Linked DNA regions of Mus musculus: all the other regions are linked to region 1. Evidence: chromatin contacts called from public HiCAR-type, HiChIP or PLAC-seq and Micro-C data. All regions are on one chromosome and are shown on one strand. The core of a region is the stretch at or near the end of the contact, and the rest is flanking DNA. Distances in the headings are between cores, read along the strand shown. Region 1 holds the start of Pbx1 (pre B cell leukemia homeobox 1). Region 2 overlaps Gm34477 (a long non-coding RNA gene). Region 3 has its middle 20 kb from the start of Gm34421. Region 4 holds the start of Lmx1a (LIM homeobox transcription factor 1 alpha). Region 5 overlaps Gm39697 (a long non-coding RNA gene). Region 6 has its middle 42 kb from the start of Mir6354. Region 7 has its middle 28 kb from the start of Mir6354.

Region 1 (3,990 bases), core at 700-3,199:
AAGCTGTTAGTGGCTTTGCCACTTAACCTGTGTTTTCATTTTGAAAGAGGACTTGCTGTAAAAAATCCTAAAGTGGAGAACTATGTATACCTGGTGGTGGTTCAGTTAAGGAAGTCCCAGTTTCATAATTATGTTTCTTCATACCCTGCCCTACTGAAATACAAATGAAGCCACCAGTTTCCATTTCAATTTAGGAGTACTCTTAGTGATCCTGGAAGAGGCATGGGGTAGAAAATATGGTTGGTATTTGTTCCCACCCCTTTATAAAGGACCACACATAGGCGCCTCTGTCCTGTGAGAACAGCAAGTCAAATAAGAGACAATAAAGTTAAACTAAAAATCGGAGTCTCTTAAAACTAACAAACAGCCCTCAAAAGCAAAATTGTCTTTCCTTTCTTCCCATTTCCTTTTTCTAAAAACAGAATGGAGTGATGGCAAGGTATTTTCTTAGTATCTGACATCTACTAACACAGAGCTACCTTGCTTTTTGTGTTTGTTTGTTTGTTTATTTTGAGTGGGGAGTGAGGAAAAAAAGACCAAATAATTATTATTATTATTATTATTATTATTACGGAAGGGTAAGTGAAGAAGAAAAAAAAATCAAACTTGCTGAATTAGCTTAGGAGTCAGCGGGATCTGCAAATAAAGTGTTCTTGGGACATTTTTTTTTATTTTGTCATGTTCCGAAGTCCCTCAACTACCGAAGGCATGGAATGCGGCTCGGAACTTGACAATTCTGCCTCCTTCATACACTTTTTTAAAGCTGTAAAAAAGTGCCGAGGGCCGCTTTCGGATTAGTTGGCAGTATTTTCGGCGTGGCTGCGTGTTTTTGTGCATTCATACAAATACCTCTAACAGACACACTCGCACAACATCTATCTACACACAGCCATATCTCAGCACGGGCGATCACACTTTCGATAACAACGCTTCTTTAAATTTTACTCCTCCGCCATAGAGTTGTTTGTCAAAATGAGAAAAGAAACAACATTTTAGAAGAAAGCGCTGTGGTGATTCGGTTCCCATTGTTTCCCCCTGCGAGAGGGAGGGAAAAAAAAAAAAACAAGAAAGGCAAAGAAAAGCCTCCATCTCACCTGGCCTGCGCTTCATCCAAACTCTGGTCTGTGATGGTCATAATTTGCTGTAAAATGTCCCCGATGTCCTGCTTCCTCCCGCCCTCCCCCTCGGTCCCTCCGGCCCCATCCTGCAAGTGCTGGGACAGGCCGGGGTGTCCGGCCATCCCGACCCCAGCGTGGGAATGCATCAGCCTCGGCTGCTCGTCCATCTCTGAAGGCTCCGGCAGCCCCGGCTCTTCCTCTTCGGCTCCTCGGATCGGCGCCTGGGAAGCACCGAGGCTTTTTATCCTTCAAGCTGTCTTCAAATCCTTTTCAGGATAAACAGGGACCAGGGTTTTAAAAAAAGAAGAAGAAGACCAAAAGGGGAAAAAAAAAATCTCTTTGCCTCTTTAGAGGATGGTGGGAGGATGGGGAGGGGGAGGGGGGCGTGAAGGGGTTGCGGGGTGAGGGTGGGGATAAGGGCTGGTGGGGAAGGGTGTTGACTCCAAAAAAGCAAGAAAAATAAACCACCTTCCCACTTGGCGAAAAGAAATCAGAGCCGCCTTTGGGTTTTTCAGTCCGATCTCCTTTGCAAGGCAGAAATGGGCTCCCGGCGCTTAAATCTGTGGCTTAATCCTTTTGCAAATATGCATTGATCGGGAGAAAGGAGAGGAAGGCAGGGGGATTGCAATGCAAACTTTCCCCCCCACCCCCCGCTGCCCCCCACCCCCACTCCGGGCCAGAGTGATCTCAAAGGGGGTGGGCTGTAGCAGAAGCCAGATCACCCCCAGCCGTGGCGGCAGGCAAAGCCCAAGCTCTTTCCTCCTCCGTGTCTCTGCAAACTCCAGCAGCCCCGTCAGCCTCCTGCTTTTGTTTAGCCCAGGCTCAGGACTCCAGAAACATATACAGAAAAACCACAGCCTGAGAGGAGGAGGAGGAGGAGGAGGAGAAGGAGGAGGAGGAGGTGGAGGAGGAGAAGGAGGAGGAGGAGGAGAAGGAGGAGGAGGAGGAGAAGGAGGAGAGGGGAGGGGGCCGAGGGAAGGGGGGAGGGAGCGGAGAGGCCAGGAGGCGGGGGTCAGAGGAGGGAGGAGGGCTCTTGAGCCCCGCCCCCTTCTATGATTGGCTAGTCCTGAAAGTGGGCTCCTCCTCCCCCTACTTTCCACCCAGCGTCTCCTCCTCGGCCTCCTTCAGCTCCTCCTAGCCCGGGAGTCTTGTCAATCAGAGTTCAGAGGTGGGCCGGGAAGGAGGCGGAGCTATGACCCAGTCTCCAGTTCTTAAAGGCGCAGAGAGACCTTAGCTTCAGCTCTTGTCTGCTTCTCTTAGGCTCCGTCCTTGAGGGAAACGTGGCTCCACTTAAACGCAAGACTGTAAAATTAACACGAAAGCACACAGACGGTGTGGATCCCTCCGCCCCACCCCTCGTTCGTCTACGCGGTGACGCTGCGGTAGTAAACTTGATTCTCTGAAATCCTTAGACCTCAGGGAAACTGTTGAAAGCAAAACTTTGTTATATGACGTAGTTAGTAAATAAAATCGGGCTGCTAAGATAATGAATAATAGATCAAAGTCTAGGTAGTGGATAATTTGCAAATCCTCAACTCTATGCCAGCAAAGAGAATATAAATTGTCATTTTTGTGGCATAAACAGTAGCTGAAGTGTGGACTTTGAGGAATAAAACTCGAGAAAAATACTAATAAATAAGTTTACCAAAAAAACCGAATTCAACATTTCTCTTCCCCCTGAGGGAAGTTGGTTATTTGGCTTAAACACTTAATAAGGGATTGCATTATCACAGTCTGGTTCTAGTTTTTAATATAGTCTAATAAGCATTAATAACAGGGAGAAGAAGGAAACTGACATTTATTGAATGCCTACTATGCACAAAGTAATTTACTTGAGTTATTGTATTTAATCCCCAAGACATCTCTGTGAATTATGGATTATTATTCTCATTTCACAGAGAGGAAACTCAAAAAGGTTAAAGAATTTGTTCAAAGTCCATAGTTATAAAGTATCAAAGCTAGAATTCATACCCAAGTTTGGGTGGATTCTTAGCAGGCCTCACACTTAACAGCTCCATGTGAATGTGGTAAAAGTTACTTGCATGTCTGTTGCTTGTCTAGCTTGCAAACAGACTTAAGACTTAGAAGAACAGATCTTAAAACAAGAAGGCTGGGATTAGAAGTAAAAGGAAGTAAATGAATTAAGAGAAGCCAATAAGGAGTTAGAGCCGGGGTAAATCCACACATTTACCTTTATTTTCCTTTATTCCAACCAACAGTAGAACCTGATTGGGCACTTGGTCTGAATACCCATAAGATAAAATAACACTCTCGTCATTTAGAAAAATTCTGGACTTCTTGGGACTATTCTTCTGTGTAGCCATCAACCCTTTTCTGGCGTAGATATAGTGCCAAAGGAGCCACTGCCAGCCTCAGTGGCACCAATCAGCAGAATGGGAAGCAGCCACCTAGCCAAGCACTTGGAGATCCTCAAATAGAATTTTATCTTTTTCATCAATCATTATGCAAACATTTGGCAAGATAAGGGGCCCTGAGGGAAGCACTTCAAAGCAGCTCTTAGCATGCTCATTGGCACCACTGGTAAAAGGGCATGCAATAATGCGTATTAACTGTACTGACAAATCCATATTACTTAATAAAAATGGCTTTATTCACACACATATCTCAACTTGTAAACTCTTGGTTTAATCAACACTTATCAGAAGTTGAGTAAAACTATGTACTTAAGTCACATGTCAATCTCGGCCCATGTGGGCCAAGACATAAATCCCTTGTCTCTTACAACATGAGGTAGGAGCAGAGCCTATAAAGAAATCAGTTTTGAAGCAATTGGTTCTGAGTCGTGAATCTCATAAAGTGTTGCCAGGTCAAGTATTAAGAGAGGTATCAGTAATACCATAAGATCATTATC
Region 2 (3,990 bases), core at 549-3,048, 940 kb after region 1:
GTAGTCAAAGAATTATTTTTTAACACTCATGAAACAAAGATGTCACACGGATAAGATATGACTGTCTGAAGTCCAAACATTTATCAGTGTTGATTCTATTTTGCTGGATCTATTAAAATGGAGACTCATTCAAAACTTTATTAAGTTAATTGGCAGAAAGTTCCAGATTGGGATGGCATCTCAACAAAATCTAGTACAAACCATACATATATTTACATATATATCACATATATATTTTATATATATCACAGAGGAAGAGAAAATGGATATACTCCTAGAAGATATATCTGATCTAGATAGTCTAACTTGAAACAATAAAATATTAATAATGATAAGGTATATAGATGCATGTTTTCTCATGGTTATAGCCTTTAATAGAGGAATTTTGTCAGTAACTAGGTTCACTTATTAACACTAATTTAAATAATGGTAGCAATGTTGATAGAAACATCAAGTACAAGATTAAATGATATATGATACAACTATCATAGTATTATTTGATTATATAAAACTAGTGCCAGAGATGTACATGCAGGAGACAATTTTAATAGCTATAAATATTATTGAAGCTTACAGGCCTACAAGCAAAAGATATCAAATCCAAAACAGTATGTGAGCAGTTTAGGTTTCTTGGTAAATCATCTGGCATTGACTAGTGGAGCAGGCTAACTGTTTAAAGAGTGTTCTTAGATACTGGACTGAAGGAGAGAGAGAGGGAAGGGGAGGAGGGAGGGAGAGAGAGGTTGTTGAGGGCAAGGAGACAGCCCACACTTCCAAAGGAAATCGTTTATAGCTGGATTGCTGGTGATTTTACAGAAGGGGAGAGTTCCAAAGCCAGGGCAGGCGTGTTTCTCCAGCAGGCAGAGTTATGGGGTCAGTCTGCAAGCCATAAAGCTCTGAGGTTTGTGAAAAGCTCTATATGGGCCTCAATAAACAACAATGATCAGGTTAACCTCTTGCTTCTGAGATACTCCTGCCTTCCGGGCTGCAGCTGGTTCTGGTCGTGAATATGGCCAAAGGCATCCCTGATTGAGCCTGTCCTTTTGCAGAGTGGATGCAGAGCTACCAAATGACATAAGGTGACCTCAGGATCGAAGGTCTTGATGAGTATGGTTGTGAGACTATAGTGTGAAGGTATTTTACATTACCCGCTATCCCTTCAGCCGAACAAAAAGAAAGCACCCCTCTGTAGAGTGTTTATTTTGTTTAAAGTCCCTCTGATGAGCTCCTGGGCTCCGTAGTTATATAACAAAGTAGTGGCGTAATATATGAGGGCAGTGAGGTGGGAGTTGAACATACCTGTATTTGCAGCCATAATGAGAGCTCAGAGGTAACAAGGGGGGTGATTTGGATAATAATTAATAACCTGAGTTGCAAGCACAACTGGATCCGCATGCAAATGCTGTGACCCTGCGGTGGAGCCTCTTGAAGAAGAAGGTGCTTTATTGCCTCTGTCAGGCATTCCCTTCTCAGCTGTGATTCCTCACAGCCTTGGTGGTTTGCATACTGCAGCTAAACATTAGGCCATAATGAATGACAACTCAGCCACTCTGCACACTGCAGAGAGAAGCTGCCATAATTGGCTCCCCCATCGCCTTCCCATCCCCCTCTGCGAAGGCAAGCAGGCACCAAGCAGACACTGCCACACTGATGCAGAGGGACTGAGAATCCCACATGCTGTGAGGGTGCCCAGGGAGTGTGCCCGTGATGGGTTCACATGCATCCCAGAGACATCCCAGAGGCACAGCCCTTCCTTCCTGCTCTCCTCTGACTCAGGGAACAGAGCATGAGAGTGTCCTGGGTCGGTGAGCCAGCTCACCAGACTTCTTCGCTGTGTTATGTCCAGGTTCAAGAGAAGAGCCACAAGAATGGTTAGAGCAAAATAACTGAACAAATTTGATTTTATCCCCTGTGAGATATAGCTAGGGTTTTTTTTTTGTTTTGTTTTGTTATTTTTGGGATTTTGGGGGGGTGTTGTTTGGTTGGTTTTTTATTTTTTTTTCTCTCGTCAAACTAAGTGCCACGACCTCTGTTCTAGATTTCTCTTTCCACAAGATATACAACCTGGATAGCTGAGTAACAGGGAGCTGAGTTGCAAATTGTCATGCTAGCCGTGATGACTGCACATAAGACCAAATATTAGCTGTAACTATTTTATCAAACTTAAAATCAAGCTGTTAGTTGTCTGTTCAGTTGCTACAACAAAGTGACCTGACAGCAGTAACTCGAGAGAGGAAGTGTTTATTTTAGATCACTGCTCCTGGGGTCAGTGAGTCAGGATAGGGAAGTCAGCTGGTCCAGTCTGATCTGCACTCAAGGAGCAGAGAGCAGTGAATGACTCTGCCCTTTCATTATTTTTCCATCTGGTCAGGCAGCTAGGGTATGCCTTTCCTTAATTAGTCAGATCTAGAAAACCCCTCATTGATATACCCAGAGATTTGTCTCCGAGGCAATTCTAGATCCTGTCAAATTGACGATCAACTTAAACTATCAAGCCATGTAAATTTAAAAAAAAAAATCATCTTGTATCAGTCTACTATTCAAAGGCCCACGTGTAAAACTTTCTTATGTTACGACAAGTCCTACTTTCTGTATTCTGAATTACTTACTAAACAATAGCCTACCCGTGAGGCTTCGATGTTTGCATTTCATTATAAACCAAAGTAACTAGCAAAAAACTAGAAACTCTGGTAATGAACAATGTTAGCCTGAGGGGATTTTTTAATGTTGAGTGGAAGGTAAGATGCTCAGAGACAGAACAATTGCCTTCTGGGAGAAGTTTCTTATCTGTTCTGTGCAGCTACTAGAAATTCGGCTGGGATTCTCATTTGATTGCCTTGTTTTGGATAGTCTTATGTGTGATGGTCCTTTCTCTTCATAATTCATGAATAGTGTGAATGATTTGAAAACAAACCGATAGCAAGAACTTATATAGACACTTATAGCTAGCTGCCCGGCACAGCTGTTGAGACAAAAGGCTCCTGAGAGAGATTCCCGAGTTCACTTAAGTATTGTAGATTACTAATGAAAAAGGTAATCTAATTAAGATTACTAATGAAAAAGATAAGAAGATAATCTCAGTTCTCTCAGAATAAGCATGACCATTGGACAGCCAGGTGATAGGAAGAGAAGACTTGTGTCAGAGAGCTGGCAGAGGCAAAGGGAGAGATGGTTTGCCATTCAGTTGACTGTCAACTTTCTATATAGTTGGTCTGAAGGTTTCTCCCCTCTTCACTCTTCCTGTGGAAGCCTCACTTGCTTGGAAATTAGAAATGTATTTAAATAAATTGTTATCTTTTGCCCATTTTGAATATAGATATTGACAAGGGATTAGGTTTATCTAAGGAGATACGCATGGGCATCTTCCAGTGAAACCTTCCAGATAAGATCCTACAAGGCAAGGCAAAGCTTGAGCCTCTTTGCAATGTTTTCTGTCTCTTCTCCTCAGGTGAAAAATAACTGGGATGACTGGAGATACACCAGGCCTGTGTGACACAGACAGAGTCATCCTGAGGGACAGAAGCCAATGCCGGCTGCCAGGAAGATCAGAAGTAAAGCACCAGATGTCCTTGGACTTTGTGCGACCACGCCCACCCACCCCCATCCCCCACAAAGCCTTCAACGTGCTTTTACAGGAAAGAATAATCTTCAGCTTGTTTAAATATCTTTGTCAAGTCTGTTTTCACAGATAAACACAATCCTTTACAAACACCAAAATCAAGACTTTCATTTTTATCCCTACACTGAGATGAAAGATCATTGAGAGATTTTTTTTTCAACACATGAATAACAGGACTCAATTTACATATTTAAGAATCCAATTGCCAGATGAGGAATGGGTTGAAAGAGGATAAGAGAAAACTAAGAAGTCAATTAAAAACATGATGCCTTGGTTCCAACTAGAAATAAATAGAGTTTGTAGCAGCATCAGTAGGAATAGTGAAATGGAGCCAAATTCAAAACATTGTTTTGGTTTTTTTTCTTTTTTAA
Region 3 (3,990 bases), core at 1,093-3,592, 800 kb after region 1:
AGACTCAAAAAGGAACATTCCCCTAAAGAGGATATAAGAGAGAGGATGTTCTACTAAAGTAAACACATGAAAGGACACGTAATGAAAGAATTTTTACTAATGACACACATATTTTGGTCTGCCTTACATTGCGTAGTTGAGCTACATTCTTCAGGACTCCACAGAGAGAAGCACACCAAAAAAAAAATTTTGTGGTGATATGCTACAGTTTCTTGTTACTTCTGTGAACTCAAGCTGATTGGATACACTGCTGAGACAAGACCCATGGAGGATACATGATGTTTGGAGGGTATAAATAGGATTCCATGGAGTGACAGAGAGAGAACGTGGCCTGTAGTACGGCTAGCTGTGCAATGCTCGTGGTTCTTGCTGATCTTCACTTCCCTGAGAAAGGCACAGCCAAGAACTTCTGTTATTCCTGCTGGTCCCTCCTGCTGATTGGAGCTGAGGCTGAGGCCTGGCTCTCTCTGAGAGGTCATGTAACTTCTTGCTAAACCAAATCTATCAAACTGGACTGCTGGTGTACCCATGAAGTGTTTGTGAATGGATCAAGCTGCAGCTGCTGACCTGTGAACTGAACTGCTGGTTTCCAGACAACACAGGGGGAAGTTGTTCCAAAGAACCTTTCTAAACAGGTCTACTCCCCCCATATAACTTCTTTTCCACTACTTCTAGTGGGTGGTGGGCTAAAAGTGGGGTTAAAATGTTTACAAATCATCATCAAAAATAAGGCTTAAAAAATTAAAGTTACTGTAATTCCTTCCATGGGTGTTTTGTTCCCAATTCTAAGAAGGGGCAAAGTGTCCACACTTTGGTCTTCGTTCTTCTTGAGTTTCTTTGGAGCTGAGACAAAAGGATGGACCATCTAGAGACTGCCATATCCAGGGATCCATCCCATTATCAGCCTCCAAACGCTGACACCATTGCATACACTAGCAAGAGTGTGCTGATAGGGCCCTGATATAGCTGTCTCTAGTGAGACTATGCCGGGGCCTAGCAAACACAGAAGTGGATGCTCACAGTCAGCTAGTGGATGGATCACAGGGCCCCCAATGGAGGAGCTAGAGAAAATACCCAAGGAGCTAAAGGGATCTGCAACCCTATAGGTGGAACAACATTATGAACTAACCAGTACCCCGGAACTCTTGACTCTAGCTGCATATGTATCAAAAGATGGCCTAGTCGGCCATCACTGGAAAGAGAGGCCCATTGGACTTACAAACTTTATATGCCCCAGTACAGGGGAACGTCAGGGCCAAAAAGTGGGAGTTGGTGGGTAGGGGGGTGGGGGGGATGGGGGACTTTTGGGATAGCATTGGAAATGTAAATGAGGAAAATAATTTAAAAAAAAAAGAAAGGAAAAAATTAAAGTTACACAGGAAAATACCAACACTTAGTCAGATATGTCATATGGGTAATCCCAGCACTTGGGGGCTAAGGCAAGGGAATGACTGTCAAAATTCAAGAACAACCTGGCTGCATAGTGAGTTCTGGCCTAGAGTGAATTGAAGGATAAGATTCTACCTCAGAAAGACAAGGTGACAACACAGCACACACAAAAGTCCCTTTTGAGCAATCATTATCTTTACCTTGTTAACCTTCTCTATGAAGAAGGGGCTGCATTTGGCGTCTGAAGAGCAAGGATCTATGGTAGACAGAGAATGAGCTTAAGAAAAGCTTAAGTCTATATGAGATGGTGAGTGTCAACCTGCCATTAAGCCAAGAGCTTTGAATTGACAACATCTCCATCATAATAGGAGAGAAAAATTGAGATTCAGAGAGACTGAGAGAATGGGAGAAACATACACAACAAAGTACATGTCTGAAAGACATACAACTTTGACAAAAGACAGAAAAGCAAGTTCATCCTTTGGGATTCTTTGCTTAAATCTCATGTTCTGTCACACACACACACACACACACACACACACACACACACACACACAGATACACACACAGACACACACACACACCATAAATGACCCGGATAGAAATACACCAGATACACTGGTAAGTTACTTGGGATGAGAGCAGTTTAAAGACATTCGAATCTCTCCAGGGAAGGACCAGTGTGCTCCTGCTTGTAGGAGCTGTAGAGAAATCACACTCAGTGGCTCCTTCTCTGTGTGATTTCATCAGCAAGACTTCATGAAAAGGGAGCCCCTCCTTTTCACGGGGATCCTCTGGCTGGAGCCCCTGTTCACAGGAGGAGGTGGTGATTAATCCTATCACTGGGTCCTAGGAGGGAGCTTGATTGAAAGTACAGGGAGGAGAGTGACAAGGGACAGATTGCCTGTTATCTGATCAGGAGGCCAGTGCCCGGGTTCACTGGAAGGAACAAAGGCCTGGTCTGTGTACCCATCCTCTGAGTCAATAAACCCCCAGCAGGGTGTGAAGTGGTCTGGGAATGACCTACAGCCAAGTCTGCTAGGAGAATGAGAGGCTTATAAATATCAGAGCCACATGGGTGGGGGAAGTGGCTATAATGGAATTAGGGGGTATTCCTGGCAAGGATGTGGCTCTGTAGTGTCCTCTCAGCTTCCTGCGGAGGCACTTCCCAGTTAAGCCCTGCACTGCAGAGCATTTATCAGTAAATTTCCCACTTGTATCCAGGACCATGACACCCCAATAGGAGACCAAAGCGGGGAAGCTTGGAGGACAATCAGGCCACACCCTGTTACAGAGATGAGGGAACTGAAGAGTTCCTGCACAGTCATTCTCCACCCACCACAAAAAAAGACAAAGCTCTTGAAAAAGAAACAGAATGGAAGCCAGACTCCAGAAAGTTGGTCAGCACAACTTTATGGGTTAGAGCAACCTGGGAGAAGAAACATGTAAATTATCAGCAATACCCAACTTTCCTACTTTGACTATCATTTTGAGCTATATAGTTATGATGTAAACATACCTTGAGCTTACATTCTTTTCTATAAGCTATGTACTACATAAGGAGAGCTGAGAACACAGAGATTTGCCAAAGATAAGTCCATAAAGGGAGACACCCCAGGGCTGGTTATCAGAAAAATGGATGAGCAATTAGGGAGTGTGGCCTAAGGAGAGAAGATGGTTGAAGGAAGCAGAAGGAATATGTAGGAAGTAACTGAATGCAAGTCCTAGAGAGTCTGGCACCAATGAGCAAGAGTTTCAGGTTGGGTCTGACAGTAACTGGATAGTGATAATTACCATTTATTAAGTCCATGCCAGAGACAAATTATCTCCTAAGGATTGCGTTTACCATGTTTAGTCCTTGAGATAACATTCAAAGGCAGATAATTGTGGTCCCATTTTAAAGATGAGAAAATTAAGACAAAGAACTAGAGATAGAGCATACATAAAGCCCCAAGTTCAGTTCTCTGCTTCACATAAACCTGGCATTGTGATGCCTGTCTGTAATCTCAGAATATGGAAGGTAGAGATATGAAGACCAGACATACAGGTGATGCCTCAAGAAGGATACAAGGGAAAGGAGAAAATGAGAGAGAAGGAGGAGGGAGGGGGGAGGAGGAGGGACGGGAGGGGGAGAGGGAGAGGGGGGAGGGGGAGAGGGAGATTAGATTTCACACACAAGTTCACAATGATAGGAAATTCGGGATCTGAACTACAAATTCAGCCTAAACAAGGTATAAGAACTAAGAATCAACTCAGTGTGTGTGTGTATGTGTGTGTGTGTACCGTGGCATAAGCAGATATAGGGATTTATGCCTCCATATGAAGAGAGTGTAACCTTGAGAAATGAAAGAAGGAGTTTAAGAAGGAAAGGAAGAATGGTTAGAAACCTATGGGGCAATCTAAGCAAGAGATGGTGGGGTCACGGCACAGGCAGTTGTGAGGAGAATGAGGCAGCTGACAGAACAGACTGCATGACAGGAACTGAGAAGGACCAAAAGCATCAGGGTTCACCAGGGAAGAAGGATCTGAAAGGGAGGTGGTGCTTTAAGCCTGATGGATTGGAGACCTTTTAAAATGTTGTTCCTAAGTTTTCAATATATG
Region 4 (3,990 bases), core at 854-3,353, 740 kb before region 1:
GTGGGCAGGGTGTGTGTGTGTGTGTGTGTGTGTGTGTGTCCCTAAGCACAGAAGAGCTTGTTGGACATAAGTTCAGGAAGAGATCTTTTCCTTGGTGAAGGGCACTAGGGAATACTTGCTTACATGGTATGTCTTCTGACCATGCTATAGCGCTGGATTACTGCCACCGAGTTCCTCGCAGTGTAGAAGTGAGGGTGCCCTAGAGAAGCCCATGGAATTGGACCTCCCAACGGTGTTCTGGAGAGCAGGCTAGAATTTCACGTGGACAGGTGTCCCATTTCCTTAGGGCAACCCGAACACTGAGACTATAATTTTCCCCACCTTAAAATTTAAAGATTAGATAAGTTGGCTACGGAATAAAGATTGGCACAAAATTAATGGTCGATAAAATGTTAGCCAACGCAATGATGTGTTTATTGAGTCACTTGGCCCCAGGCTTTTCTTGGAATAGAGGAGCAAGACCCTGTTCCTGCCTCTAGAGAGGCTGGAGGGCTGTCGCTGCAGAATGTTATGAATCACAGGGAATTAAAAACTGCCCCCAGGATCTTCTTTTCTAAGAAAAGTCCCCTTGGCTGACTTCTAGTCTAGCATCCAGCCAGCAGGATAGGATAGAGGGAGCCTGATTCAAGGTTTGGCCATGGGTCCCATTATTGCATTTCCCAGCAGTGAAGTAGTTTCAGCCAGAAACGGTGAGTTGAGTTTTAAGCCAAAACAAATTTGTAAGTTGCAGGAGCAAGTGGGTGAATGAAAATCCGAAGAGCTTGGAGCTTCTGGTGCCAGAGTTCACAAAGCAGAGAGGATTGGGGTTGGGGGCTCTAGGCGATCCCCGCGACCTCCAGGTGTCTGAGGTTAGTCATCACTTACGGTGCAGATCCGAGAGCAACCGGATCCCCATCCCGCCCGCGTGAAGTCTAGGTGGCACGGATCTCTGCCGAGTCTGGGGTGTAGCTCCCCCGGGGCAACCGTTCCACGTGGAGAGAAGGAAAAGTTTGGCGCGTCCGGGAGGTCCGGGCAGCAGACTGGAGCATCAGGCTGTAGCCTCGCGGTGGGTCGAGCAGCCAAGCCGGGGAAACAGAGCACCGCGGGCCCCGCCACGGGACGCGCTCCCAGGCCCCCGCCCTGCGCACCCCACCCCCTTCCCGGGCCGCGCACGCAGCCAGCGGCCACTGTCAGAAACCGCCCGAGCCGCCTCGAAGAAGGCAGGGCGGACTTTGCACCCAGGACCCTGGGCCTCCGGTTCCACCGCCGATCTTGGAGCAGCCGCCTGGTTTCCCCTTCCCGGCTGCAGAGCGGCGCGTGTTGGCGGGACGTCCCGAGGAGGATCGGCGGCTTGAGGCCACGGCCCGGCCCCACTCCGGCGCGCCGAGGAGCGGAATCGGGGGCCGGCGTTCGCTCCTGCTCTCTCCCGGGTGCGCCGGAGTCCGGGCGGCTGCTCTGGCTGCAGCCTAGGGGACGCCTCCTCCCTCCGCCAAAGCTGCCCGGCGTCTCCCGGCCACTTCGCGCTGCTCCGGACGCTGGGCGCGAGCTCGCCCATCAGGTAAGGAAGGCTGCGGGGATCCTTAGGCTCCGGCTCGGGCGGGCGTGTTTCTGAAAGTTGATTTGAAATGCATCCAAGAGTGAACCGGGCCAGTCGCGGCTCCTCCCCAAGGCGACTCCTTTGCTCCTGCAGACGTTCCCGGCACTGGCCGACCGGCGGGAGGACCTCCCCGCGCGCCCCGCACGCCTACTCCCGAGCGCCCCCCCCCCACCCCCCAAGCAGAGCGCTGCGCCAGGAGTACGGAAGCAGGCGGGACAGTCTCCGAGTCCCTTACTCTGCCTCTCTCTAAGACAGGTGAGGGTCGAAAGTGAGTGGTGGTGCCACTGGGATATCGGACCTGGTTGGTCCCGGCTTGGCCCTGGCTCTGAGAGCAGGCGTACCCCCACCCCATCACACAGAGTACCATAGTTCTAGTGGTGGGATCCCTAGGGGCCACATTAGTATAGGATGGGGCGGAGTCGGTCTTGGAATGGGAAACCTGGGGACAGGGGTGGGGGTGGGGGTTAGGAGAACGCAGTTAGGGGGCGGAGGCCTTAGCACATAACGCGTTGACTTCAAGTGAAATCAGAGCCGTCCGAGCAGTTCACGGTGGCTCTTCTCTCTCCTCCCACCTTACATTTCCCTTGTCTGGACTCTACCCTCTAGGCTCATTCTTGTCGCCCTGGACACTGCTTCTGTCCTGTCCCAGGAGAGTGGCAACTGAGGGTGCGGAGTCCCAACAGGCACGGGAAGCTAGACTCAACCGTTCCTCCGCTCTACAGGTCCTCCTGGCTCACCCCGAACATGTTGGACGGCCTGAAGATGGAGGAGAACTTTCAAAGTGCGATTGAGACCTCGGCATCTTTCTCCTCTTTGCTGGGTAAGTGTTCAACCGCATGCTCCCTAGAGCATCCTCCTTCTGCCGGGGCCGGGAGCTCAGTACGTCAGGTCTCTGATACTGGGTTAAGCGACCAGACTAGCACCCTCTTCGCGCGCACACAGAGGTGCCCACAATCTCTGTCTTTCCGTGTCCATCAGTCCTTTTGAGTCGTCCCTACCTAAATACAACCATCAAGCCTCCCCAGGCTTCACGAGTTCAACATCGAATTCCCCAAAGCCTTGAGGGGCGGGCGAGCATGTTCACAAGGCATTTGAGTGGCAAGTGATTAATAATACCCAGGGCTGGATTTTTAATCACGGAGCTGATCGACGGCTCATAAATGCCACCGGTTTCTCAGAGGCCTGTGTCCTAGCATGAGAGATCCGAGGCCCAGAGCGCCCAGGTTCTTCTCTTCCCCCACCAACTGCAGCCCCAATTTTAGTATTGGGCATGGCCGAGAGGCTTTTCCGGGCTGGTGGGCAGCGCTGCGCTGGGATTAGCTTGCACGGCGGGGCCCTTGCCTGGTCTTTAATTAACTGAAGCCGGACCCCTGTTCCGCAAGCTTGGTATCCCTCTACCCCCAACCCAGCCACTTCGAAGGAGCAGAGAATAGAGAGATCCAAAGAGTCATACCCATGGGTCTTTCAGAGTTCAGGCTTGTTTTGCCAGTGTCTCTTCAACTCTCCCTTTGGAATTTTCAAGTTTGGAGAAAAAAATGTTTTGTTTTGTTTTGTTTTTAAATTTTCTTTCTTCCTGTGTTTCTTCCCGCTTCTTTCTGAAGGAGAGATTTTTCTTTTATTTAAACCTCTTGCCTCTTTCTCTAACTTTAGAACCAATAGAGTGGGGCTGAAAAAATTTCGATTATAGAAACCATGTCCAGAGAGAAATCGCCCACTCCACCCCAACAGTTCAGAGGAAACGAAATTACAAAACCCATGCCCTCTTCTTTCAACCTCCCTTTCGAAATTGTCAGGATTTTCTCCCCAGAGCAAGAAGGAAGACGCAGGCTAGAGCCTGTGTGCGGACTCAGGCACACTGGGTTTGGTTCTCTGCACCATGAGACCCGCGACCCATCCTATGGTTTGTCCCAACCATAGGATGGGGTGCTGAGACCAAGACAACAGAAATTTACAATTGAGAACGACCACTTTCTCCCCAGGCCTTCTTGCTGGCTTCCCACCACACAAAACGACCTGTCCAGCTTACAAAGCAGAAAGTGAGATTAGTGTAGTGGTATGGAGAAGGATCGTCCCTTTGGGACATCACAGACAAGAGTGTTCTTGTGGGACAAGGGCTTCTTTAAACGGTTGTGAAAATTGTCAACAAAGGCGGCCAAGTATTTCTCCCTTGCTTGTTGGGGGCAAGGGGGGGGGCTGGAACAAGACCCGAAGGGAAAAAGTCAAAAAGGTCAAAGGGTAGGGCAGAGAAGATTCTCTGACTGAGCTAAGAGGTTTGTTGCTCCAATCAGCGCTTCTGAGCGCAGAAGATCTAGAATTCTCTGGCCAGCACCCTTCTCAGGGTCTCTGCGCTCAGCTATTATTTTTCCCCATCTTGACGTTTCCTAATTATGAAAAGCCACCTGCAATTTTCACGC
Region 5 (3,990 bases), core at 757-3,256, 710 kb after region 1:
TCGATGGTCCCTTCTTGCATGTCTCAATAAAGGCATGCATGAGCTATCTATGTCACCACCTCCCTCCTTCCAATCCCTCATAGCAGCACCACCTCTCAGTGTTCTTTCACTGTGCTTATTCTCTGATGTGCTTGCTGAAGCCCCTCCCACCCACCCATTCCTGGGTACTTGATTGCACATATGTTCTCATTCCTTTTCATATTGGTTCCCCACTGCAATTGGAACAAAGTACCATGATTTGCTACCTTAGAACCATGTAAATATTGCATCTCAGAGACCTAAGGTCAGGACGCCAAAACTGGTTGTATTTCAACTTCTTTTCAACAGGTCTCCCTTGCAGTTTTAGGGAAGAAATCTGTTCCCTATGTGCTATACGATGTCTTCACTCAGCTTACAGCCCCATTCTCTCCACAAAAATGAACTGCAGCCTATCATGTTGCATCCACCTAATTATCTATCTCTTTTGACTCTCTCTTTGACTTTAAAGGTATTTTGTCACTACACGGGGCTCACTAGATATTTCAGGATAACTTTCTTATCCAAATTAACTGATGAGTAATCTTAATTCCATCTGAAATATAACTCCCTGTTATCAGGCAAGTGTAAAATAAATTGTAGAGATCTTTGTAGGGGAAGAGAGAGAAAGCTTAGTGGGTAAAGGTGCTTGCCCCCAGGCTTAACAACCTAAGTTCAAGTCCTGGAATCCATGCTGTGGGAGGAGAGAACAGACTCTTGTAAAATGTCCTCTCTCCTTCAGAGATATGCTACTGTACACACAGGAGTATACACACACACACACACACACACACACACACACACACACACACAGAGAGAGAGAGAGAGAGAGAGAGAGAGAGAGAGAGAGAGAGAGAGAGAGAGATTTGAGGGAATGTTTTTAGCCTATCACTGTGATAGAAATTTTAGAAAGAATTAATATGCCTAGGAAGATTAGTACTTTAAAGAGATCTCTATTAAATATATGGAATTTCTATCTATAAGAAATATCCCCCTAAAAGGCAAAGGATTTTCCAATGCTTGGCTGAGTCTAGAAGAGAGAGAGACACTTTATGCAAGAAGGCATTTAATGGCTCATAAATCACACCATAAAAAATGACTGCTTCCTCTGCCCACTTGTAAAAATATTTCCCATTTTGGTCTTCATGGTCCACATCAGTATTATTCTATTGTCATAATAAATAGGTTAGTGGTTGTGGGGTCCAATGATGAGGTAGTTAAAAGGAAAAACTAGAAGGTTCCCCACAGAGCTGGCATAATGACTGAACTACCCTAGGGGAAGACAAAGCAGAGTACTCTCTCAGCTAGTGGGGACATCCAAGCAGCAATCAGGTTCAGGGGCTCAGTTCTGTGACTCCCCAGAGTGTACCAATTATCTCAATGGGAGTTTCGAATTTTCCAACGAATCTTCAAACAAAATTAATTTGAACGGCTTTAATTAGCCTTAATTATATTATTCCTAGTATTATATGCGCTTCTTCTCAGAGGCTGATGAGAAAATACTTTCAGGAAATCCACTCAAGGGGCAAAGGAAGGGTACAAGAATTCCGAATCACTTGAAGATGAATTACCTTCATGCCTTTCTATTTATGATTCTGAGATAAAAATAAAATAGATCAGTTATCAACTAAATGGAGTGATGTGTTCTCAGACTGGGCCAAGAACCAAAAAAAGACGGGTTTATTTGTCTTGAAGATATCTGTTTCCTCCCCAACACACAGTGAAGAAAGAAAAAAGCACACACAATACAGTGCTGTTCTCTGTGGTTTTGTTTTCTTGTCCATGTTTTCCTGGTCTTCTAATTCACAGTTCTGAGAACTGTCCTTTAGGTCACTGTTTGAACTCCTCTCTCCTTCTCCTTCTTCTTTTTAATCTGGCCATGGTTGTCAAGAGGAAATTAATCTTTTGCAGCCAAATGAAATTTGGGCTTCCCGGCACTAGCCACTAATGAAAAATGCATTAATGGCGAGCCTCAGAAAAACCCCTGGCTCTCAGTACCAGAGGGTGCATTTAAATAATTCTATGAATATAGATCAATAAAACTAATTTACTTATAGCCTTTGTGTGCAGATTCAAATCTGAATAAGAGTCATTTGTATTACAATGTTTTGTATTAATTTGAGGTATCTATTGTTTTACATATTATATTAATCTTGGTCATGAGACAGGACTCATATATGATATTAAAATATGAGGCTTGGGATTTGATATTAGTAATGCTATGATTTTGTAATTCAGCCTGGTTTGCCTGGATGTCATTTAAATGGCTTGGAGAGGTCCCACAGGGCCAGTGCTGAGACTCCAGGGTTAAATTGGAGAGAGTGCAGAAGGCTTTAATATTCAAGCACACAGCATATCAGCTGCAGTAGCCAAAGTCCCTCCGGGAGGGATGTGGGGAGGCATGGACTGGCAGCCTTCCCAAGAGGAATGTGGGAATGGGACTCGAGAACACCATGTGGTGGCTACTGAACGCGCACATCCTGACTCAGGTGCTGGCACCAAAAGGTTAGTTATTTATTCATCAGGTCCATACTCAGTATGTTCTCTTTATTTGGTGTAGAAACACTGACGTTAAAATAAGGTAGGAGGAGCTTAAAATAGACAGGCAAATCACCAGACAACTGAGATTCAACAGGGTAAGTCCACAGCCAGGAATAAACATGGGTTTTCAAAAGGCGTTTATAAGCTTCATCAGTTCAATGCCTTCTGGACTTACTTGGCCATGGCATTTTTAGGAAAAAAAAAAAAAAGACGATTGGTGTCCTCTTAAACTCTATTCTGATGCATAATGGTTGCAAAGCAATTGCATCATTAAAAAATGGCAGTGGTGAAAGTTAAAAAGTCAACCAACTCTACTCACTACCAGAGAAACAAAGAAGTCTCCGGCACTCCATGACCCCTTCAGCACCCCTCAGTAGAGGTGATCTTTTGGCATTCTGCCAGTAACCACTGTTACCCCTGGGTCACAGGCTGTGGGAGCTTCCTGAATGGGCCTTTTGCCATGGCTGGGAGATCAAGAATAAGCAATTTTCCCAAAGAGCAATGGCATTCTGAATGCCTAGACTACTTCTTTGGATACTTATTAGAAAACACATAGGGACTGTTATAAGTCAGTTAACACAGGCGAGTACCCCTCAGCAGTATCCTCTAATTCCTTTCTCTGATTCAGTTATCATGATAATTAGAATGAAGATGACCTTGATACATTCAGGCATTTAAAACACTTTAAACATTATTATTGTCAGGGTCTATAAACATGGTGTGATATTTAAGAACATGTGTTGCTCTTCAAGAAGTCCTGAATTATGTTCCCAGTACCTTCATGGCTGTTTCCTCTTCATGCATCACACACACACACACACACACACACACACACACACACACACACACTTTTCTTTGTTTGTTTGTTTTTAATGTATATGAGTGCTCTGTCTTCACACACATCAGAAGAGGGAATCAGATCCCAATACAGATGGTTCTGAGCCACCATGTGTGTGCTGAGAATTGAACTCAGGATCTCTTGATGAACAATCAGTGCCTTTAACCATTGATCCATCTCTCTCTGCCCTAGATACGTAGTTTTAAAAACTGGGTTTGTCTATCCTAAATCAGATAGGGGACTAATATCCAACATATATAAAGAACTCAAGAAGGTGGACTTCAGAAAATCAAATAACCCCATTAAAAAATGGGGCTCAGAACTGAACAAAGAATTCTCACCTGAGGAATACCGAATGGCAGAGAAGCACTTGAAAAAATGTTCAACATCCTTAATCATCAGGGAAATGCAAATCAAAACAACCCTGAGATTCCACCTCACACCAGTCAGAATGGCTAAGATCAAAAATTCAGGTGACAGCAGATGCTGGCGAGGATGTGGAGAAAGAGGAACACTCCTCCATTGTTGGTGGGAGTGCAGGCTTGTACAACCACTCTGGAAATCAGTCTGGCGGTTCCTCAGAAAACTGGATATAG
Region 6 (3,990 bases), core at 463-2,962, 630 kb after region 1:
CAGAGCCTGACCCTGAAGACCACTTAAAAGTTCTAGTTTGCTTTATTTATTAAATGGAATTTTCTTCATGACCTCAAACAGAGAGAATCCGGAAGAATTAAAACAAACAAACAAAATGAACAGAAAGCTCACCTTTTACCCCAATGGCAGCCTGGGACTAAGACTTATCACTCCCGCCATCAATATAGAATCAGGTGGGAGGAGAGAGAGAGAGAGAGAGAGAAAGAGAGAGAGAGAGAGAGAGAGAGAGAGAGAGAGAGAGAGAGAGAGAGAGAGAGAGAGAGAGAGAGAATGATATTGGAATTGAAGAATGTTTAAAATACGGACCGTGGAGCATTGTTTGCAGCAAGAACATTTTTGTGAAGCTTGCTAAGCAATTGCATATCTAGTCATTTGCAGGTCTGAGGAGCACTGCATTATGGGTTACCAGTAGGTGGTATACAAGCAGATGAGCAACGATTTTCTTAGGGATCTCAAATGTATATGTGAGCATCTCCTAGTTTACCTCCATGTACTTATGTAACAAACTGAGAGAGTTTGAAATGCTTTGCTTGTCTGCATTGCAGTTGAGAAATGGGGGCTTTGGCTTCCCTGGCATAGCTCAACTCCTGGGGCCTGAGCAGGCCTCTCTTTCTACTTCCTAGGAGGTACCACAGGCTTTGCCAGGTTGTCGCTCACAGCTTCTCCTGCCTGGGCCACTCACATTTTGTCACAACTTTACAGGATGTAGAGGTGTCTTAGGCAGTAGTCTTTCCAATTGAAAGAGTTTCACTATCAGGAGAGTTACTGAATATTTACCCAAAACTAGTTCTGGTCGTTGAAAATAGACAGTATTTCTTCAAGTGTGTTTAAATACTGTTCTCTGTAAGATAGGGAACATATATTAAAATAAGCCCAGAAATAAGCTACAATCTTGGGAACACTCCCTTCGAGGTCAGGCACAGGCAAGTATCCATGGCACCTAGGGAGAGAACATAGTTCCACATTTCTGTGAAATTTTCCAGAAGTGAGATTGTCGATTTGTCATTTGGCCTAGGGGCATAAAGTCTTCGTCAGACTTAAAAGTGAAAAAGATTGGCCCTCTTGGCCTTTTGTAATATTTAATCTCCATTGGGTCAACTCAACTAGACTTCAAATCACCTAACAGATGAACCTCTGGGCACCTCCCTGAAGGTGTTTCCAGAAAGGTTTAACCGAGGGAAGGAAACCCACTGTGGCCGCAGGGTGATTAAAGAGCTGGAAGATGGTAGCCTGAACTCCCCTCTCGCTGCTCCTACAGTGTTCACTCTCACCTCCCTGTCTTCACCAGCATGCTGCAGCCTGGCACTGTGAGTCACTAGAACCCCTCCCTTCCTTCTGCCAGTATCCCAGGCATTTTGTCACGACAAGGGGAAAAGTAACAAAGACATCTTCTTGAAAGGTCCTTGAATGCCTTCACTTTCCATGATTTTAATTCTCACAAGACAAATAAGGGTCTCACGGATGAGACTGGAGGTTGGAGAGGGCAGGACAATGAGCAGTGGGGCACAGAGCATCCCCCCACTTTTCACTCTAGTTAGATGCTGCAACCTTCACTACTAAATGTGCTCTTGACCTTGTGGGACAAAGTCTCGAAGCAAATTTCTCATTTGCTGGCCTCTCCCTGGGCCTTCTGCGACATACTGTCGCTCAGACAAGTACTGTTCTTAATGGGTTTATGGGAAAGGCTTGGCCTGCCTTTCCATCTGCACCTTCTGCTGGCTCCCTCCACAAAGCACTAGCTTGCCATACGACATTCCCTTGAATTATTTAGATTGGTAAATCTTTCTGCATCTCACATCTTTAGTCCATCTGTTAGCCGGAGCTTCGGCTTTATAGGAAGTGTCCTTTATGCATGCTGGCATCTGTCAGCAGTACACTTGCCTCTTTTATTCATGATCTTCAATGGGAGAGGGTACAAGCTGCAGAAGCACTGCATGCCTGGTATGCATTTCATTTTAATGGAAGATTACATGACTGAGGGGTTGGTTTATCACCTTGCTCCACACGCAACCATTCATCACCTGGCAGCCCCTCACCCAGCCCCAAAAGGAGGTGCTGGCCTCCTGCAGCCTCTGGGTCCTTGCTTTCCTGCAGAAAGTTGGCTTAATGGGGATAATCATACTGTTCCTTTAAAAGAAGATAAAAGGTCAGGAGAAACGGAGAGGAAAATTATGAGAATCAAGGCCAAGGGTGAGAAACAAAGGTCCTGCGCATACACAGATGCCCAGATGGTGACATGGAATGTATTCTCTAGAGGCAAGGTAGCTCAGTCTCAGAGAGGTTACTTACCTGTTTTCCCCTTAGGATGCTGTAAAAAGCCTTCATAATTATCTCTCCTATAATTTACAATACATCCTGGTACCAAAATGTTAGCATTTTGATGTTGAGCTATAAAATAACAATTAACATATAGCCAACCTAAATAAGCTGATCATATGTGCCTAGACATTCATGGTTTATGCCTATTTTAGATCATTCAATAGCTGTCAATTATTTTATTGCTGTCTTGCACTCACAAGAACATGCTGCTTTGGATGATAATGTGCAACCACCTTAATGCTGAATCCTGTGGACATCTGCTCTGGCTCTTTATTTGGCCATTTCTAATATGATCTCAGTGTTGGCACTTGTGTTTACCTCCCCCCTTGGTACAGGTCTCACTACTCAATGTGGAAATAACAGGTTCATATCTAATGACAAAAAGAATCAATAAAAATTGTGTGTTTGTGTGTGTGTGTGCATGGTGTAGTGGATGTGGTGTGTGTTTGTGTGTGTATGTGTGTTTGTGGGATATGTGGGATGTGTGTATACATGTGCATGAAAGAGCACACACACATATGTGCACATAAATATGGAGGCCAAAGGTCCATGTCAGGTGTCCTTCTAGACAGTGATCCTAGTCACTTTTTTGGGACTAGTCTCTCAGTGAACCCACAACTGACAAATGCACCATTAGTTGGCTATTGAACCCCAGAGATCCTCCTGTCACTGTCTCCACTGTGTGGGGATTACTAAAATGTACCCCTAAGCCTGGCCTTTCGAAATGTACTGGGGAATCAAACTTAGAGCCTCATACTTCACACCAAGCACTGTACCCTCTGAGCTGTCTCTTCAGCCCCTTGAAAATATTTTTTCCTCCTATAATGAGCTTTTATGATATAGCATTGATTCATTCATCTAAGTATTTCATAAGTATTTACTTATACATCACATACTTCCCTTGAAATAGTTAAAATGTGAACAAGACAAACTTCTTTGCTCTCTGAGGGCCTGCATTTATTCAAAATGACTTGGATAATATTTTTGATTAAGAGTCACCTATGGCTTATTGTACACATTCACATTGGGGAAGGATAGACGGTGTGTTGTAGGTGAGAAAGAACACAGATTACTTTTTTTAAGTGGAAGAAAATGAATAGAGTGAGGCATAGGATACAAATAGGAGGCAATAAAGCAGCACCATCTACAAGCTGCAGATACATGGACTCCTAATGTGGACCACATCCCTCCCTTTCATATCCCTGGTACCTTTTAAAGAAGAGTGAAGACTAAGGTCCTGAAATTGGTTGTAGTGACCTAAGTGAAACCTTTCAGAAAGTGATAATGACTTCCATGGATCAATCTTGCAAGCACAAGAGAATTCTCGCCTGCGCTATTAGAAGAAAGCTGGGGAAAAAGAGTTTAACAAAATCCCTCCAGGGCCTTCAAGGTGGCTCCGTGGTAAAGGCTCTTGCTGCACAAGCCCGAGGACCTGAGTTCAATCCCCAGAACCCACACAAGGGTGGAAATGGAGCACCAACTCGCAAAGTTCTGATGCACAATATGGTCCATGTATACACATTTGCATACACAAACAGATGCCAACCTTTCAGATCTCAACTTCAAATCTCTATGGAGAGAATCATGGGAACCTAGCAAGAAGTTATTTAGAACCAGAATTGACTGAACTTTTATTTTTAAAATAATCTT
Region 7 (3,990 bases), core at 912-3,411, 560 kb after region 1:
TATATCAAAAGATGGCCTAGTCGGCCATCACTGGAAAGAGAGGCCCATTGGACTTGCAAACTTTATATGCCCCAGTACAGGGGAACACCAGGGCCAAAAAGGGGGAGTGGGTGGGCAGGGGAGTGGGGGTGGGTGGATATGGGGGACTTTTGGTATAGCATTGGAAATGTAAATGAGCTAAATACCTAATAAAAAATGGAAAAAAAGAATCTAAATCTTAAATATATGCGCGCATATGGAAGTGTCTGTAGATTAGTTCTTTCCCACTGTGACCTTTGAGGTTCTGTTGTTGTCTTCCCTGGGTTACTCTAATAACCTCCAAGTTGGCCCTCTGTTTTGGTGTCCTGCAGTGTGTTCTCGACTTTAGAGCCAAACATCTTTAATTGTATTCCCTGGGTCATGCAGCTTCTCCTTTTAAAGCTATCATGTGTACAGTGGGATATGCATCCCCATCACAGCTCCTTTCTCACTTCCCCAAGCACATGCCCATTGTTCTTCTCATGGTATGCTGTAGCCAGACCAGCCTCCATAAACATTCCCGGGACTCTCTCCTTCAGAGTAATCCGTACCTATGAATTAAATAGCCTATGAACAGGAAGTCCTTCCAGAACCTTGTATTCACCTGCCTTTTTACTTCATCTTGCTCTGGGATTTACTTCTATTTGGCATACTACATCTTCCTCCTTCAGGACAGTATAAGCTCTCCAAGGCATAGGTAACTTTGCTCCTGCTCTGGGTCTTACCGAGGCATGGAATGTGCTCAGCATGTACTATGGGCTTAATAAGTATTTGTTGAATAAGTAAAGGAATGTAGTGATGGATATGGAAGGGAGGATAGAGAGATATACGGTAAATGTTAGAAGATAAAGATAAGAGCAAAGTGTGTTTTTCAGAGAGAATTCCAGAAATCCCATTTTGTAACTGAACTGTAGATGACTTTAACCTTGGACAGGATCCCCTTGGACCATAAATGTTGTATATGACCTGCCAGTTTCATTGTCTTATTTTATGTGATGTACTTCCCTTAAGTTTTATGCAAACACAGAGAAGTCAATATCCCTACTTCAGCATGAAGGAAAGTGCTCTGGCCACTTCTACACAGCTCTGTCAGGAGAATAGAAAAGGCAGACTCACATCAGGAAAGGAGCTGAAGCAGAGAATGAATAAGCAAGGCTACTGCCTGCTGGGGATCAGACTCGGGGAAGTCCCCTTTGGTTCATAAGCACACTACCTGGAGGCCGCTGTGATGGGAAGGGGAAACCCAGGCAGGCTCTTGAGCTTCATACTGGTAAAGAAACAAAACCTTGAGAATGATTGAGGCTTAGGAAGTCTTTAATCCTGACCTAAGTGTTCTTTCCACAATTCCTGGCCACTCTACTATATTAGCCCAGCTTAGAGTTGAGTGTATATGGACCCCACCACCTCAATCCACAAAGTGGAAATAGAAATTTACACCTTGATGCTTCTTGGTGTATATGTGTGCTTCAAGTACACCCCATCATTTCTGTGAATCTTAGAGCTTAGGAAAGGCAAAGGTAAATTCAAGCTGTCATTATAAAAAGGGCTTTGTTTCTATCTACTTGGAAACACCAGTAATCATAGTAAAAGATGATTAAGATATGAAAGGAAATATTAAAAAGTCTGTTCCATACACATTGTCTTTCTTCTTTTCTTTTTTTTTTCTATCCACATTTCCACAATCAACAACAAAATGTCCCCCTAAAGAAAACTAGAGTGCTATGGTTTTTTCCCTCCTCCCCAACGTCTCTCTTTTCTAAGCCCTTTTCATGATTTAAGAAATGAAAAAAAAAAAAAAAAGAAAGAAAGAAAGAAAAAAAAACCCCACAAGTTTATATTGGTTTGAACAAAAATGTCTGATTTTGTCAGTTAGAAATGAAAGAAACTGTGGTTCTTTCAAGAACTCCTAACCCAATCTTTGTTTAGTCCAAACTGAGAGAGCCAGTCTGGTCAGGGCAGGCTCTGGAAAGCCAGTCCAGTGTACTATGGGCATGCCATACGATATTGCAAAGGCCCCATTGGCATCTTGTTTCTTCCCCTACAATAATTGCCTTTCTTTTAGATTTCAGTGTTTCCCTTTTGTGTTTACGATAACAGAGGGATGCTTTATTGCATTTCACCAGGCCGGTTGCCATGGTGATCAGCAGTTGCTGTATGCTGTAAAAATAACCCTCCTTCCTTGATAGATTTCACTTGAGTGAAAATAACCCTTAAAAATAGGTTGAAATTTACATACTAACTCTTCCAGCAGGTTCAAGGGGGAGAAAGGAATGAATTACATCGTGATTTGACAAGCTATTAGGTGAGGGGCTGCTGGATGAGGTGTGAACGGGAAAGTTGGCTACGGGAAGCCAACCAAATTCCACTGCAAAATCCTCAAATCCATTTCTTTGTTGTTGGGTCTTTCCTCATTAGTGTTGTATGAAGATGAAAAAGAGATCAGAGAAGATTCAGACATCCACGGGGATGAGGGCTAGCGCGGATTAGTTCCTCATAAATAAGGGAAAAGGTTGATTCCAACTAGAATACCATCCCTCACCTCAAACAGTGCCTGCTGACGTCTGTTCCCGATGAGGGAAATAAATGCTGCTGGAGACGTTAATAAGGCGATCTGCAGTTAGATATGTTTGAGAAGCGTAATTCACTGTACCCATAACCTATATTGACAAGGTCAAGTGTTTTAGAGATCCGAAAGCAAGATCCATTTCTCTGTAGTTTATGTTTCATTGGCATTTCTGCCTTCATTAAGTGTGAACACCTTGTCAAGTAACAATGACAATGACTCCGTTTTTGATAAACTTTTCACACTCTTCAAATTCTCCTGTCATGCTTTTCCAAATAATCAGTAAAGATTGGCTAACAGTTTTAAAGACTGCCTACCAACATCTTCTACCATGTTTTTCCCCACCTGCAAGAAAATGTATAAAACCAAAAACAACCTCAAGGCCCATAATAGTGATAAAATAAACAGACAGCACATAATGATTGAAGAAGTAAATAGACCTCCCTGGACAGTTTCAGGGCATTGATGGATTAAAGAGTAAAAGTTGTTTCATGATGAAAGAATTACCTTCACGCCTTAATAACCTGAAAGGGATTAAGTTACTTCATGTCAACAACATATGCCAGTATGTATGTTTCAATTTTTAAGAAGTTTATACAAAGGGTTTTGGGTATGCATATGCGTCATGACTATATCTCCTTGCAGTTTTCTCTGGCTACACTTCTATGTCTGGAATAATATCCTCATTTCCATGTTTCACAATGATATTGTATTTAACATGATTTTTTCATTTTGAGTAAAAAAATTAACCAATTTTTTTCTATTGGTCTCTGTAAACTTATTGGATACTTCTCAAGATACTTCTCAAACCACTTCAGTGTTGGTAGGATGGAAACCTCTCATCTGGCCTAGCACTTCAGAGGCTGAGGCAGGAGGGTTTCTATGGACTTGAAGCTAGCCTGTCACCCATAGTGAGTTCCAGAAAAGCCAGCCCGACTTTCTCAAGTATAGACTTTCCCACACATGAAATGGAGAACTCCAATGAGAATGACTCACAAATATAGATGTTTGCCAGTATGTGAACGGAAAAATGCCTTCTCCTCACCTTTCTCTCTCAAACTCAAATTCACAACCTCTTCTGTAATTATTATTGTTTGTTTTACAGACACACACACACACACAGAGAGAGAGAGAGAGAGAGAGAGAGAGAGAGAGAGAGAGAGAGAGAGAGAATCTGCTGAGTCCATTTTGTATTGTTCATATGTACTTGTGTTTAGGGTTGCCCACTTGGATTGGATAATCTATAGGAGGGCTCATCTCTGGAGGAGATGGATTGTTTCTCTCTAAGAAGCCCGTAGCCCTTCATCTTGGAGAGGTGTTTTCTGAGATCTTTCCCAGCCACCTGGTATAACAAACAATTATGCCCGTTTTTGTTTTTGTTTTTGTTTTTTGTCAACCATGTTACTGAG

The links. A called contact is a pair of places that touch in the nucleus more often than the background predicts. HiCAR-type assays count read pairs that join an accessible place to other places. HiChIP or PLAC-seq counts read pairs in DNA pulled down with a chosen protein or histone mark.
Region 2: an H3K4me3 HiChIP or PLAC-seq map of embryonic basal ganglia shows a contact between it and region 1, with 6 times the contacts expected there. The contact joins the enhancer-like site here to the promoter of Pbx1 in region 1. A contact is called at or near these places in 11 of 39 promoter capture datasets (the 3T3-L1 cell line, the HPC-7 cell line, HPC-7-derived erythroid cells and 7 more), 4 of 484 Hi-C or Micro-C datasets (embryonic fibroblasts, nephron progenitors and neural progenitor cells), 16 of 115 datasets of contacts at active chromatin or transcription factors (the NIH/3T3 cell line, bone marrow-derived macrophages, cardiomyocytes and 13 more) and 1 of 9 other capture datasets (adipose tissue).
Region 3: a contact with region 1 is called in an H3K4me3 HiChIP or PLAC-seq map of neural tube, with 5 times the contacts expected there. The contact joins the enhancer-like site here to the promoter of Pbx1 in region 1. A contact is called at or near these places in 7 of 39 promoter capture datasets (the 3T3-L1 cell line, cranial neural crest, frontonasal cranial neural crest and 4 more), 1 of 484 Hi-C or Micro-C datasets (ventricular fibroblasts) and 8 of 115 datasets of contacts at active chromatin or transcription factors (craniofacial prominence, embryonic basal ganglia, embryonic forebrain and 5 more).
Region 4: a Micro-C map of embryonic stem cells shows a contact between it and region 1, with 3 times the contacts expected there. The contact joins the promoter of Lmx1a here to the promoter of Pbx1 in region 1. A contact is called at or near these places in 1 of 39 promoter capture datasets (embryonic stem cells), 5 of 484 Hi-C or Micro-C datasets (all in embryonic stem cells) and 2 of 115 datasets of contacts at active chromatin or transcription factors (embryonic stem cells and neural tube).
Region 5: a contact with region 1 is called in a HiCAR-type map of kidney, with 4 times the contacts expected there. The contact joins the enhancer-like site here to the promoter of Pbx1 in region 1. A contact is called at or near these places in 4 of 39 promoter capture datasets (frontonasal cranial neural crest, hippocampal neurons, liver and 1 more) and 13 of 115 datasets of contacts at active chromatin or transcription factors (SST interneurons, bone marrow-derived macrophages, craniofacial prominence and 10 more).
Region 6: an H3K4me3 HiChIP or PLAC-seq map of forebrain shows a contact between it and region 1, with 8 times the contacts expected there. The contact joins the enhancer-like site here to the promoter of Pbx1 in region 1. A contact is called at or near these places in 6 of 39 promoter capture datasets (the 3T3-L1 cell line, frontonasal cranial neural crest, hippocampal neurons and 2 more), 1 of 484 Hi-C or Micro-C datasets (reprogramming fibroblasts) and 8 of 115 datasets of contacts at active chromatin or transcription factors (embryonic basal ganglia, embryonic forebrain, embryonic limb bud and 5 more).
Region 7: a contact with region 1 is called in an H3K4me3 HiChIP or PLAC-seq map of forebrain, with 7 times the contacts expected there. The contact joins the enhancer-like site here to the promoter of Pbx1 in region 1. A contact is called at or near these places in 4 of 39 promoter capture datasets (the 3T3-L1 cell line, hippocampal neurons and liver), 2 of 484 Hi-C or Micro-C datasets (both in uterus), 6 of 115 datasets of contacts at active chromatin or transcription factors (astrocytes, embryonic forebrain, embryonic limb bud and 3 more) and 1 of 9 other capture datasets (embryonic tail).

The regions. Positions count from the first base shown.
Region 1 is chr1:168,430,220-168,434,209 of GRCm38.p6, forward strand. It overlaps Pbx1 (pre B cell leukemia homeobox 1), which reads right to left and starts at 1,950. Exons shown (of 9, transcript NM_183355.3): 1 at 1,095-1,950. The coding sequence starts at 1,285.
Region 2 is chr1:169,366,698-169,370,687 of GRCm38.p6, forward strand. It overlaps Gm34477 (a long non-coding RNA gene), which reads left to right. Exons shown (of 3, transcript XR_373695.1): 3 at 3,449-3,586. Among named protein-coding and RNA genes, the nearest start is that of Gm34477, 4.2 kb to the left of the region's middle. Within about 2 kb of position 1,799, at least 34 of the 459 cell types and tissues checked have an H3K27ac peak or open chromatin away from gene starts, as enhancers often do. A contact at or near this core is called in embryonic basal ganglia, where this site is marked.
Region 3 is chr1:169,233,084-169,237,073 of GRCm38.p6, forward strand. No RefSeq gene overlaps it. Among named protein-coding and RNA genes, the nearest start is that of Gm34421, 20 kb to the right of the region's middle. Within about 2 kb of position 2,343, at least 27 of the 459 cell types and tissues checked have an H3K27ac peak or open chromatin away from gene starts, as enhancers often do. A contact at or near this core is called in neural tube, where this site is marked.
Region 4 is chr1:167,687,455-167,691,444 of GRCm38.p6, forward strand. Lmx1a (LIM homeobox transcription factor 1 alpha) reads left to right here and starts at 2,104. Exons shown (of 8, transcript NM_033652.5): 1 at 2,104-2,396. The coding sequence starts at 2,321.
Region 5 is chr1:169,137,290-169,141,279 of GRCm38.p6, forward strand. All of the region lies in intron 3 of Gm39697 (a long non-coding RNA gene), which reads right to left. Among named protein-coding and RNA genes, the nearest start is that of Gm39697, 34 kb to the right of the region's middle. Within about 2 kb of position 2,007, at least 6 of the 459 cell types and tissues checked have an H3K27ac peak or open chromatin away from gene starts, as enhancers often do. A contact at or near this core is called in kidney, where this site is marked.
Region 6 is chr1:169,059,024-169,063,013 of GRCm38.p6, forward strand. No RefSeq gene overlaps it. Among named protein-coding and RNA genes, the nearest start is that of Mir6354, 42 kb to the left of the region's middle. Within about 2 kb of position 1,713, at least 13 of the 459 cell types and tissues checked have an H3K27ac peak or open chromatin away from gene starts, as enhancers often do. A contact at or near this core is called in forebrain, where this site is marked.
Region 7 is chr1:168,989,545-168,993,534 of GRCm38.p6, forward strand. No RefSeq gene overlaps it. Among named protein-coding and RNA genes, the nearest start is that of Mir6354, 28 kb to the right of the region's middle. Within about 2 kb of position 2,162, at least 20 of the 459 cell types and tissues checked have an H3K27ac peak or open chromatin away from gene starts, as enhancers often do. A contact at or near this core is called in embryonic forebrain, forebrain and hippocampal neurons, where this site is marked.